Regions from separate parts of the Sus scrofa genome. Here all the other regions are linked to region 2. A link is a contact called in public HiChIP or PLAC-seq and promoter capture Hi-C data. All regions are on one chromosome and are shown on one strand. The core of a region is the stretch at or near the end of the contact, and the rest is flanking DNA. Distances in the headings are between cores, read along the strand shown.

Region 1 (3,520 bases), core at 618-3,117, 140 kb after region 2:
AACATACCTGTAACTTGATCAGAACCTGTATGAAGACTTCTCGGATGAGCAAAGGACACACACACCCACCCCCACCAACAGAAAGGGAATGGGCCATCTGGATCTTCTCCCTGGCTCGGTCCTTTAAAGTTTTAAGCTTTTTATCGGAGATGTCACATCCTCCATCTAATACAACATATGGGCAGATTTTACAAACAAAGAGTGCTTCAAAAAATTTTTGTACAACATCTGCAAAGGAATCATAGTCCCCTCCATACCGGAGCTCCAAGTTAGAATTGAAGCAAAGCCGGTGGAAGAGAGCATAGCCGTCAATGATTATTTTTGTGTCTCGTAACTTCAAGTCAGTGAAGAATTCATTGCTATGATCTTCCACAAAACTCATTAGTCCTCGGATACCCATGGCGATTGTCTGAAGAACTGCCTGTTTAAAAGGAGAGAACACACTCTGAATCCATATTGGTTATGGGAGACCAAGTCACTGTTTCCAGCACCATCAAATCAACAGCAAATGTTAGGAAGAGTTTTTTTTTTGTTTGTTTTGTTTTGTTTTTAGGGCCACACCCGTGGCATATGGAGGTTCCCAGCCTAGGGGTCCATTTGGAGCTGTAGCTGCTGGCCTACACCACAGCTCACAGCAACACTGGATCCTTAACCCACTGAGCAAGGCCAGGGATTGAACCTGTAACCTCATGGTTCCTAGTCAGGCTCATTTCTGCTGCGCCATGACAGGAACTCCAGGAAGAGCTTTTTAAGTAGAACACATTAGTTGTCACTATCTTAGTTCTTACCTAGATTCTCAGACAATACTAGCTAGCTGAGTGCTTTTTCGTTCCCACTTTCCCTGTATGTTGCTACGAGGCACAAACTCAGTGGGTTCATGGAGTCTGATCTTTGGACAGGGATGGATGTATACAACCTCTGCAGACCGCGATATTGAGACAATCACCATCCAACAACACAGGGGTCAAGTTCTGTAGGGTCAAAGTAAAAAGTCCCAAGTTATAAAAATGACATCCTCAATATCATAATTTAACCAGAAAGCACTGGGCTTCAGTTAACTAAAGTGTATAGGGACAATGATATGAATCCGGTTTTTCTATTTTGATAATCAGAGTCTGGGAATTGCTTTCAAGCCTTGGCTTGCGGGCCTGTCCTAATTAGCCCAGTTCTGAGTAAGGAAAACTACTGCTTCAAGCCTCCAGGAACTTAACCACGGGCGCTTCTCATCTGTGTTTGCATATGAGGCCAGTTACTGACACTATCCTTCCCCACTAGGCTAACTTAAGTCATAGGATCAGTATGACTAGTTTCTCCTTTGGTCTCAGGCGCCAGTATGGCTCAGCAGGGCATTGTTACCGATCCTATCTTTACTTAAAATCGTAAGATTTTGTCAAACATGTAATTTTTTTTGCATTAGTTTTGATTTTTAAAGATACTGAATTAGAATTTATTTATCTTGATTGCAGAGTTTTGGGGCTTCCCCTCACATTTAGTGCCCGACTCACTTCACCCCAGTCTCGGCCCTCTCTCTGTATAGTACCTATCTCTCTGCAAATCTGTTTTCTAAAGCAAACGGGGGCAGAGACCGGCGACGCACAAGTGGACCCAGCACAGGAGCCCAACCCCAAGAGCGGAACCGGAAGTCTTCGCGCATGATGTCAAGGGGGAGCTCCCGAGAACCCGGTTCCCAGAAGCCAGAGGCGCCTACCGCGCGGTGGGCTGAGGAGCTTCTAGGCCTGGCGCAAGACCGCTCGAGAAGGCTGGGAAGCACGGAGGCCGTCAGGTTAGGGAAGTGGGACCTGCTCCGCCGGCCCCCTTTTCCCCGCCCACCCGTGTCGGCGCCCACTTCCGCCTCGGTGACTCACTCAGGGCCGCCTCCCCGACTTCCCGGCACGCCCTGCGCCGTCTCCCTGGCAACAGCCCCCGACGCACTTGTCTGGGGCTCCGTAGCCCGGATGTGAGGCACCCCTCCGGCGTCCAGTTTCTAGCGGGACCTTGAGTGCCCTCCGCGCCGCCACCCTTCGCCCTCCTCCTGGAAAGGTACGCGAAGGCTCCTCGCGACACGCGAGCTCCAGTCCCCGGGAAGATGCCAGTTTCGGGGCCGCCTCTCCGCGCCTCCTCACTTCCCTCAGTTCTCATCTCCCGGGCCGGCTCCAGTCACAGGAGGATGTGTGGCTGGTGCCTTCTCTCTGTGTTATCCAGCTTGGCGATAATGTAAATTTAAAAAAGCAAAAAACAAAAAAACTCAAGGCAGAAAATTACTCGTTTAACCTCAGGTTAAGATTTACCTTTAAGGTTAGATTCCTGCTTTAACAAAATCTGGTGTCAGATCTGCTTTGTCTTGTCTGTCATTACCGAGGAAGAGACTCTGATAAACACTCCCCTCTCCTGTCTCTGCCCCCAGGTATGAAGTTCCACCCCAAGGGACAGTGTACAACTTTTTCCTGCTTCTCATTAAGTTTTCTTAGTCTTTCCCTCCCCTCACCACATAAACTTTCTCCCCCTTGAGCAGCAGCTGGTCTGCTGGACATTTATGCGCCCCAACAGAGTTTGCTGAACACGTGTCCTACTATGTGCGGGTCACGGCGGGTACAGGGGTAAAGGTGTGATTCCTTCACTACTTCTGTGAGGTGGGGTCGAGGGAACGCTGGCCAGTGACCAAGTGGTTCGTTCTCGGGTGGCTCTGTGATTGCACAGAAGAGACTGATGGAGTGAGTGGCCCAAAAGAGGGCTGAGGAGGGGTCAGCCCGGCTGCCACTGTGAAGAGGGAGCCTAGTTCTGAAGTGCTCTGTGGCCCTGGCCACACTGCGTAGACACTGCTGGGCTTACAGGCTCATTTGCAAAGGAGAGCCTTCACAGAGCTATTCTCACCTTTCATAGGCAGGGACCTTGATCTCATCTCTGCAATTAGGGGGATTGCTGAAACGGTCCTGTTGGTTGAAAAGGCTTTGAGTCTGTACATTTTTCTTAACAGCTTACTTTGGCCAGAAAGTATCACTTTTATGCTAGCAGAGGACGCTAACAAAAGATATCCTGGGAGCCCAGCTCTCCAGTTGTTTTTTCCAGCAGTAGATTTCACTAATTTTCTGTGATCTTGATAATACCACATAATTCAGGGATTTTGAGATACGGGTCCCAGGTCTGAAGTTCCAACCTAGGTCTAATGTTTTAGTATTGTGATGATCACATAGCCACTCAGGTAGCTCGGTTCCTTCCTTCCTCCCTTTCTCCCTTCGTTGGTTACTAGTTTCTGTCTCACTGGCTTCAGGTGAAACTTAACTGATGAATACCCTACTTCAAGAAGAGAAATGCTGTAAATGAACATTTCCTTGTTTATTTTCTGTTCTGAGAATGAAATTGCCACCACCATGATGAAGCCTGTTGGCCATGTACCTCAAACTATGCAGATAACATCTTGTTTTGTCATTATACACAGTATAATGTATACTGATGAAAGGCCAGTCGAGTGAAAATCCCCCTCGTCCGGACTCGGGAGAGGCGACACCCCAAATCACTCACG
Region 2 (3,603 bases), core at 274-2,773:
TAAGGTGTATTGCGGTACCCAAGGGATAATTCTGAAAAGTTGTCTTAAAGTGTTTGAGCTCATTAAAGCAATGCAATAGAAAACTACCCTCTTTTGTAAGATCATATGCTAGTAACAATGTCTGTATCTGTACAATTCCTATTTTAGATGCCTTCTTGTGTTTTCAGTGTGATGCTGTGGTGTCAAGATCCAATAAGTATGGTAATAATCACTACAAAGTGATTACAACATTGAGCAAAATACAGCACATTCTTTGTTGTAACAATCATAGGCTTACATGCATCATTAAGGCTAAATCATTAAGCCTGCAAGCCAGAGGTAGGTCATATAAAATAACTCTGAGACTTGAGGTCTGCTTCATCCTGATTTTTATGGTTTCACATTTGAAATTTAAGGCGATCTCGCCAAATAAAATCTCAATGTCTCTTAAAATCCAGAAAGCTGCCTAGGGTTTTTGATCCTAGACCAGTTCTGCTTAATTTGGGACCAAACAGAACAGCTAACACGGTCCACTGCCTATTTTGACGTTGAACATGTGGTCAGAGAGCACACTGGGATGTGTCACAGGACCTGAGAAAAGGGGCAAAATTTTCAATGGGTGTTAATGTTGACTGAGAGAAGTATCTCCAGCATATAGGGAAGTCTCCCGCGATCTCCCGAGTTCTTTGCAGGATGCCCTGTAACTCAGCAGGTGTAGACCTGCCCTCTAGTGGATTTGTTTGCAAGAGGACTTGGGTTCCATGGCTGCTGTCTGGCTTGACAGGGTTTATTAAACTCAATTGTCCATCAAAAGTGACTTATTGGAAGTCTGGACTAGGTGCTGAGCAAATAAACCGCGCCAGTTGCTGAAGGTAATGCCCACTTTCCAGCTTCCATCTGGGAACGCTAGGCTTCTGCTTGTTCCAGCCTCGAGGGTTTCACACTTGGGACAAATGAGAAGCGCTCCGCTGAGCTCTCGGGGGCCGGTCTGAGCCCTCTTTCCGCGCGGGTCCCGAGCGCACCCCCAGAGCGGTAGAAGTTTGGGAATTGGCCCCGCCCGAAGGTCCGCTTAGAGAAGCCGTGACGGGTCGGCACCAGAGACCGCGGCCCCCGCGTCGCCCGCCGGGATTATGACGGCCTCACGCGGGAGGGGCTCCCAGCCGCTTCATCGGGCGCTCAGGCACCTCGGGTGGCCGCGACCATGGCTGCGCCTGCCCGCTCGGCCCGACCCCGCGGCAGCCTCCTGAGGGCGTGCGGCCGGCGCGGGGAAGCGGGAGGCTCGCCGCTGCTCGCACCCGGTGGGTGCGTAGAAATGGTAGAGAATCAGGTTTCTGCGGTCGGGGGTGGGCCGCCGCTGCAGGGCAGGGGGCCCAGCAGGCAGCCGCACCGCACGGCCGCAGCCCCGTCGCCCGCGGTGCACACGGCCGGGCCTTCATCCACTTCCGCCGTCCCCGCCCCGGCGTGAGAGTGCGCCTGCGCGCGTGCCCCGCGCGGCGGAAGTGGCCGCGACAAAGCTGGGCCTGTGGGGGCCAGGGTGCGGGGCGGTCCCGGGGTGCGGGGCGCGCCGGGGCGGCGGGGAGGGCGGAGCGCAGGAGGCGGAGGCGGGAGCCGACCAGCTCGGCCTCGCTGAGCGCCGGGCTGCCCGGGCCGGGTCCCCTCACCTGCTCCCCTTCCCGCCCCGCCCGCCCTCCCTCCCTGTCGCCGCCTTCACGCCTCGAGAGGCGCCCGCCCGGCGCCGCCGTTCGGCGAGCTGCTCCCGCGAGCCCGCGGGTGAGTCCCCCGCATCCCGGAGAAGGGGTTGGGGGGGCGGCTGGATTACCTCCGGTCCCCCGTTTCTAGAAACTTCCAGGTCTTGGGAGCTGTGTCCGGGGTACCGGGATGGGGGCGCCGCCCAGCCCCGCGGGCGTGAGCAGGGGGATGCGGGCGGCCGGGGTCGGCGCGCTGGGGTCCCTCCCCGCCCCGGTCAGCGCCGCTTCTCCGCTTTCTCTTGCAGATGCTGCTGCTAGGGGTGGTGGGCGCAGCCGCGGGCCGCGTGGCCGGGAGCGGGGGTGACGGCCTGGGATTCCGGGGGCTTCTCTTCTCGTCCTCCTCTTCTCCCTATTCCCAGTGTGGCCGTGGCTGACACTAAAGACTTTGTAGCCACCAACCCAAGTGCAGTTTCGATGGAAGATGAAGGTAAAGGCCCCCGGCAGGCGGGTTGCAGCGCGGAGTTGAGGGTGTGGTGGTTGGCTGTTAAGTTGTCTTTCTCTACCTTTTTATTTCTCTGATTTTATTTTTTCCCTTTGATTGTGAAGTGTCCAAGTAGTTGCTTCCATAGGGTTTCTGGATTTTATCTTGGTACAGTGGGGGCGTTTCGGAAATTAAGGTTCTGTAGGGTGACGGAGCTTGATTCTGCTTTCCCAAGGAACCCGCTTTCTTTACCTTAGGGGATGGAAAGGAAGTTTTCATTTCAGATGGCATCTCTGCTTTGCTTCCCGAGCTCTTTGAGAGACACCACTCTAGGGGAAGTGGAAATGGAGAGGGAAGACCCTGCGCTGCATCCCTGTGTATTTGCATGTCAAGTCTTAATGTGGTTTAACTCGTTTTTTTAAGAAAGAAAGTGGCTTTTTAATAAATACATCTTTGGGGAAAAGAGAAATAATGTTTTTCAGTTAACAAAAATCAGCTCTGATATTAACGAAATATGATGAGGTGATTTCCTTTCTTAAAGTTCCTCATTTGAAAACATGCTTTAGGAGGTTGACGGTGGAACCTGTTTGTCCACTGAACTCTGCAAATGCCCTGGATTATCATCATATGTTACTTGATTCCTTGGCCCTCATTAGAATATTTAATGCTTTTCATACACGGCACTGATTATCTCTGAAAAGCAATGAACAACTCTGAATAAATGCCTTTTTCTCCTTCTAAAACACATATTCTTTGGACTGAATGCGATAGTCTTTTTTATTCACTTTTTTTTCCCTTAAATGGGGCTGAAAGATGCTGTAAAAGATATTTACAAATTACAGTTTGTCCTCATGGAACAGACTTGTGGTTGCCAAGGGGGAGGGGGGAGGCGGTGGGATGGAGTGGGAGTCTGGGGTTAGTAGATGGAAACTTATATTTAGAATGGATAAGCAAGGAGGTCCTGCTGTATAGCACAGGGAACTATATCCAATCTCTTGAGACAGAACATGATGGAAGATAGTATGAGAAAAAGAATGTGTGTGTATGTATGACTGGGTTACGTTGTACAGCAGATACTGGCACAACATTGTAAATCAACTATACTTCAATAATAATAATAATAAAAAGGATGCCCAACCAGTTTAAAAAAATTGTTCTCATGTATCTTTGGTTTTAAAAATCTATATCTGGTATAGAGGAGCTTCAGTTAGGGTTTGCTGGCTGCTTTCTAATTTGTTTTTCCATTGTTGTAAATGTAAGCTTGAGTGTCCTAAGTAGGACTAGTCCATTATAAAATAGGTGTTTCTTATATGCAGTAATTTGTTTTGCTGAGACCCCTGGGATATGTGGGAAATATGATGAGAAGCATGATTACCTTGCTTAATTTACTCTGGACAGATAGGTTATTGGTGGAAGACATTTTCTGAAATACTGAAGTATGTAACTGCAGAGGAC
Region 3 (3,179 bases), core at 597-3,096, 150 kb before region 2:
GTTCAGGAGCAATATAACAAGTCCTCCTCCGTGAAGTGTCAAAAAAATAGTTGAAATCTGCTGGGTTGTCCTCTGGAAGATAAGTGGGTTTAAAACTGGCAAAATCAGTTAGAAGGACCCAATTCCAACTGGTGACCATTACATTCTCAGTCTTGATGTCCCCATGACGCACTCCAGATTTGTGTGCTTGCTCCACAGCAGTTAGGATCTGGAAAGCGATCCAGCGCTTCTCGATGTTATTTAAGAAGGGACGGGTGCTGATTCGATCATAGAGGTTGTCTCGCACATACTGCCTAAAGAGCATGGCTGCTTTCTCAGATGCTTTTTCCACTGCTTTCTGGAAAGGCAGACAGTTCTGTGCAGAATGAAGCCTGATTTTCAGTTCCTCCAGCTCTTGTTTATAGCTGGTTAGAGGCAATGTGGGATCTTGAATTGCAAAGACCTTCACAACCACCAGGCCCTCTCGGTGTTTTGCTCGAGCAACTTTAAAGAAACGAGTACTCCCCAGACTCTTATCATATTCGAAGTCATGGATGTCTGAGAAATAACTCTCCACAGAAAGAATCTGGGAAGGAGCAATGCCAGCGAGCTGGTTTCCCATAATGGCAGCAGGCACCTCTGCGTCAGTAAGTTAGGATACAACACCTACTGAAAAAAAAAGGAAAGAGAAAAAGGGAAAAAAAAAAAAGCAATGAAACACCACTATTCATGCGGCCTCTTTCTAAATGATAGATGAACACCATTTCTCCTCCACCGAGAGCACTGTACTTAGCCTTCTAGGCAGCATCTAGCATTTCAAACATATTTATCTAAAAAGATCGTGATATTTTATGTTGTCCTTTCCAAGAGTTGACCTATATGGAAATAGGCCCCTTCAATATTACGTTGAAAACGGTAGAATGTGTGTTTTCTAATATTTGAAAATTTAATGAGCCTTTACTTCAGTATTGTTTGAGGCTGTAAGAGTCACAAAAGTACTATATGACAGTCTTTGTCCAAAAACCTGCAGTCTTGAATATAAAACCCAAATACCTTAAAAACTTAAATCTGAATAAGAATCGCCTATTACAAAAAGGTCGGGCTAAAAAAAAAAAAAATCCAAACACTCAGCATCTCCTGGGCCCTGCCGGCCTAATTCCATTGCCCCTTCCCACTCAGCTAACAGAAGGCAGAGTTGTTTGGTTTGTAACAGGGAAGAAACCCCAGCAGAAATGTTAAAGAAAAGTAAACCAAAATACCCATTTGCCAAACACAGCTCAGGGTTATCCTATCTCAGATTTTGCAGGGAATGAAAACACACATGCATACACGGCGGGGCACACACGCAAATATTTACCCTGGGGTTCTAGAAGGGTCACAAGCCAATCGCTCGCTCACGGTGAGGTCATGGCGAGTCACTCTGGGGTCTGGGCGGGGAAAGAAGTCAGCAGCTGCCGGGCGAGTCTTCTCTAAGAGGGGTCTTCCTTCAAAGGGGAGCAGGGGAGCCCCAGTCTCCACGACCCCTGCAGCCCACCGGGGAGAGGTGAGAAGTTCTCGGGGCCTCAGGAGATACAGGGCCAAGCTGAGAAGACCCCACCGACTCCAGCGACTCGCCCCGCCAGTCCCCTCCTCCGCCCCGGCAGCCACGCGCTGCCGCGCCTCGCCTTCCTCTGGAGCGGACCTGCACCCTTGCAGCCCTCTGACTCCTCGAGGGCTTCTCCACCCGCGGGAGGTGAAACCCGGGAGAGAGGAAGGTGGCCACGTCCTGGGAAACTCGGCTTCTCCAGCTGCAGACGCCGCAAAGCCGAACTCCCGGGAAAGCTGCCGGCTCTGACCTCACTTCCTGTCGCGGAGCGGAAGTGACCGCAGAGTGAGACTGGAGGAGGGCGAGTTGGGAGCTAGTTGCTAGGAAACGAGAGAGAGGCGTGGCCTCGCGCTGGGAACTTGGAGGAAGAAAACAGGATGCTAACACATCGGTCTACTCCCCATCCTGTTCTTCTACCGAATCCCTGAACTCTGAGGATTTCTGACATCCCTCAGAACTTATTCAGACGCCATTCAGCCAAGAACACCAGAACGGAGTCCTTTTGGAGAATTCACAGGCTTAAGAAAGTCAAGATATCCCAAGTCGAATTTTTTAAGAGCTTTATAGAGATAATTTACCTTCTATATAAAATTCATCTGTTTAAAATACACAAATCAATGTGTATTTATATATTTACATGGTTGTTCAATCATCCTTATAATCTAACTTCAGAACATTTTCCTGACCTCCAAAATGAAACCCTGTAGCTATTAGCTGTCACTGCTCATTCTACCAATTGCTCATCCCGCTCTGGGCCCTAGGCAACTACTAATCAATTTCTCTTTCTCGCCTATTCTGGACATTTTATATATATGGTATACAACATGTGGTCCTTGTGACTGACTTCTTTCACTTTCCTTTTTTTTTTTTCCTCTTTTTCTTGCGGGGGGAGGCACACCCTCTGCATATGGAGGTTCCCAGGCTAGGGGTCCAATCTGATCTGTAGCCACTGGCCCATGCCACAGCAACAGCCAGATCTGAGCCCTCTGCAACCTACACCACAGCTCACCCCAAGGCCAGACCTTAACCCACTGAGGAAGACCAGGGATCAAACCATCTTCATGGTTACTAGTCAGATTCATTTCCACTTCACCACAAGGGGAACTCCCTCACTTCACATTTTGAGGATTATCCCTTTTGTAGCTTCTATCAGAATTTCATTTCCTTTCATTGCCAAATATTCTATTGTATGAATATAAATTTTCTTTGTTCATTAGTTGATAGACATATTTTGTGTCCACTTTTTGGTATTAACAAATAATGCTGCTGTTCATTCATGTATAAGGCTTTGGGTGGTCATGTTTTCACTTCTCTTGAGTAAACACCTAGGAGTGCAATTGTAGACTCACATTGTAATTCTATGTTTAATATACTAAAAAACTGCCAAACTGTTTTCCAAAGTTGCTGTACCATTTCACATTCCTACTAACAATACATAAGGGTTCCAACTTCTCTATATGCTCATTGACACATGTTGTTATCTTTTTTATTATGGCAATCCTACTTGGTATGATGTAATATCTCATCGTAGGCTTTATTTGCAATTTCATAATAACTAATGTTGAGTGTATTTTCACATGCTTGGTGGTCATCTTTATATCTTCTTTGGATATAT

Evidence for each region. Promoter capture Hi-C pulls out the DNA fragments that hold promoters and counts their contacts. HiChIP or PLAC-seq counts read pairs in DNA pulled down with a chosen protein or histone mark.
Region 1: a contact with region 2 is called in an H3K27ac HiChIP or PLAC-seq map of alveolar macrophages. The contact joins the promoter of ASTE1 here to the promoter of ATP2C1 in region 2. A contact is called at or near these places in 1 of 47 Hi-C or Micro-C datasets (embryonic fibroblasts) and 1 of 2 datasets of contacts at active chromatin or transcription factors (alveolar macrophages).
Region 3: a promoter capture Hi-C map of liver shows a contact between it and region 2, with 5 times the contacts expected there. The contact joins the promoter of PIK3R4 here to the promoter of ATP2C1 in region 2. A contact is called at or near these places in 2 of 5 promoter capture datasets (fetal liver and liver), 5 of 47 Hi-C or Micro-C datasets (embryonic fibroblasts, epiblast stem cells, fibroblasts and 2 more) and 1 of 2 datasets of contacts at active chromatin or transcription factors (alveolar macrophages).

What each region holds. Positions count from the first base shown.
Region 1 is chr13:1,434,061-1,437,580 of Sscrofa11.1, reverse strand. ASTE1 (protein asteroid homolog 1) reads right to left here and starts at 1,867. Exons shown (of 5, transcript XM_021071325.1): 1 at 1,709-1,867; 2 at 1-421. The coding sequence starts at 400. It overlaps NEK11 (serine/threonine-protein kinase Nek11), which reads left to right and starts at 1,891. Exons shown (of 15, transcript XM_021071328.1): 1 at 1,891-2,040.
Region 2 is chr13:1,577,955-1,581,557 of Sscrofa11.1, reverse strand. It overlaps ATP2C1 (calcium-transporting ATPase type 2C member 1), which reads left to right and starts at 1,523. Exons shown (of 28, transcript XM_013990075.2): 1 at 1,523-1,749.
Region 3 is chr13:1,729,655-1,732,833 of Sscrofa11.1, reverse strand. PIK3R4 (phosphoinositide 3-kinase regulatory subunit 4) reads right to left here and starts at 1,846. Exons shown (of 20, transcript XM_021071332.1): 1 at 1,337-1,846; 2 at 1-645. The coding sequence starts at 601.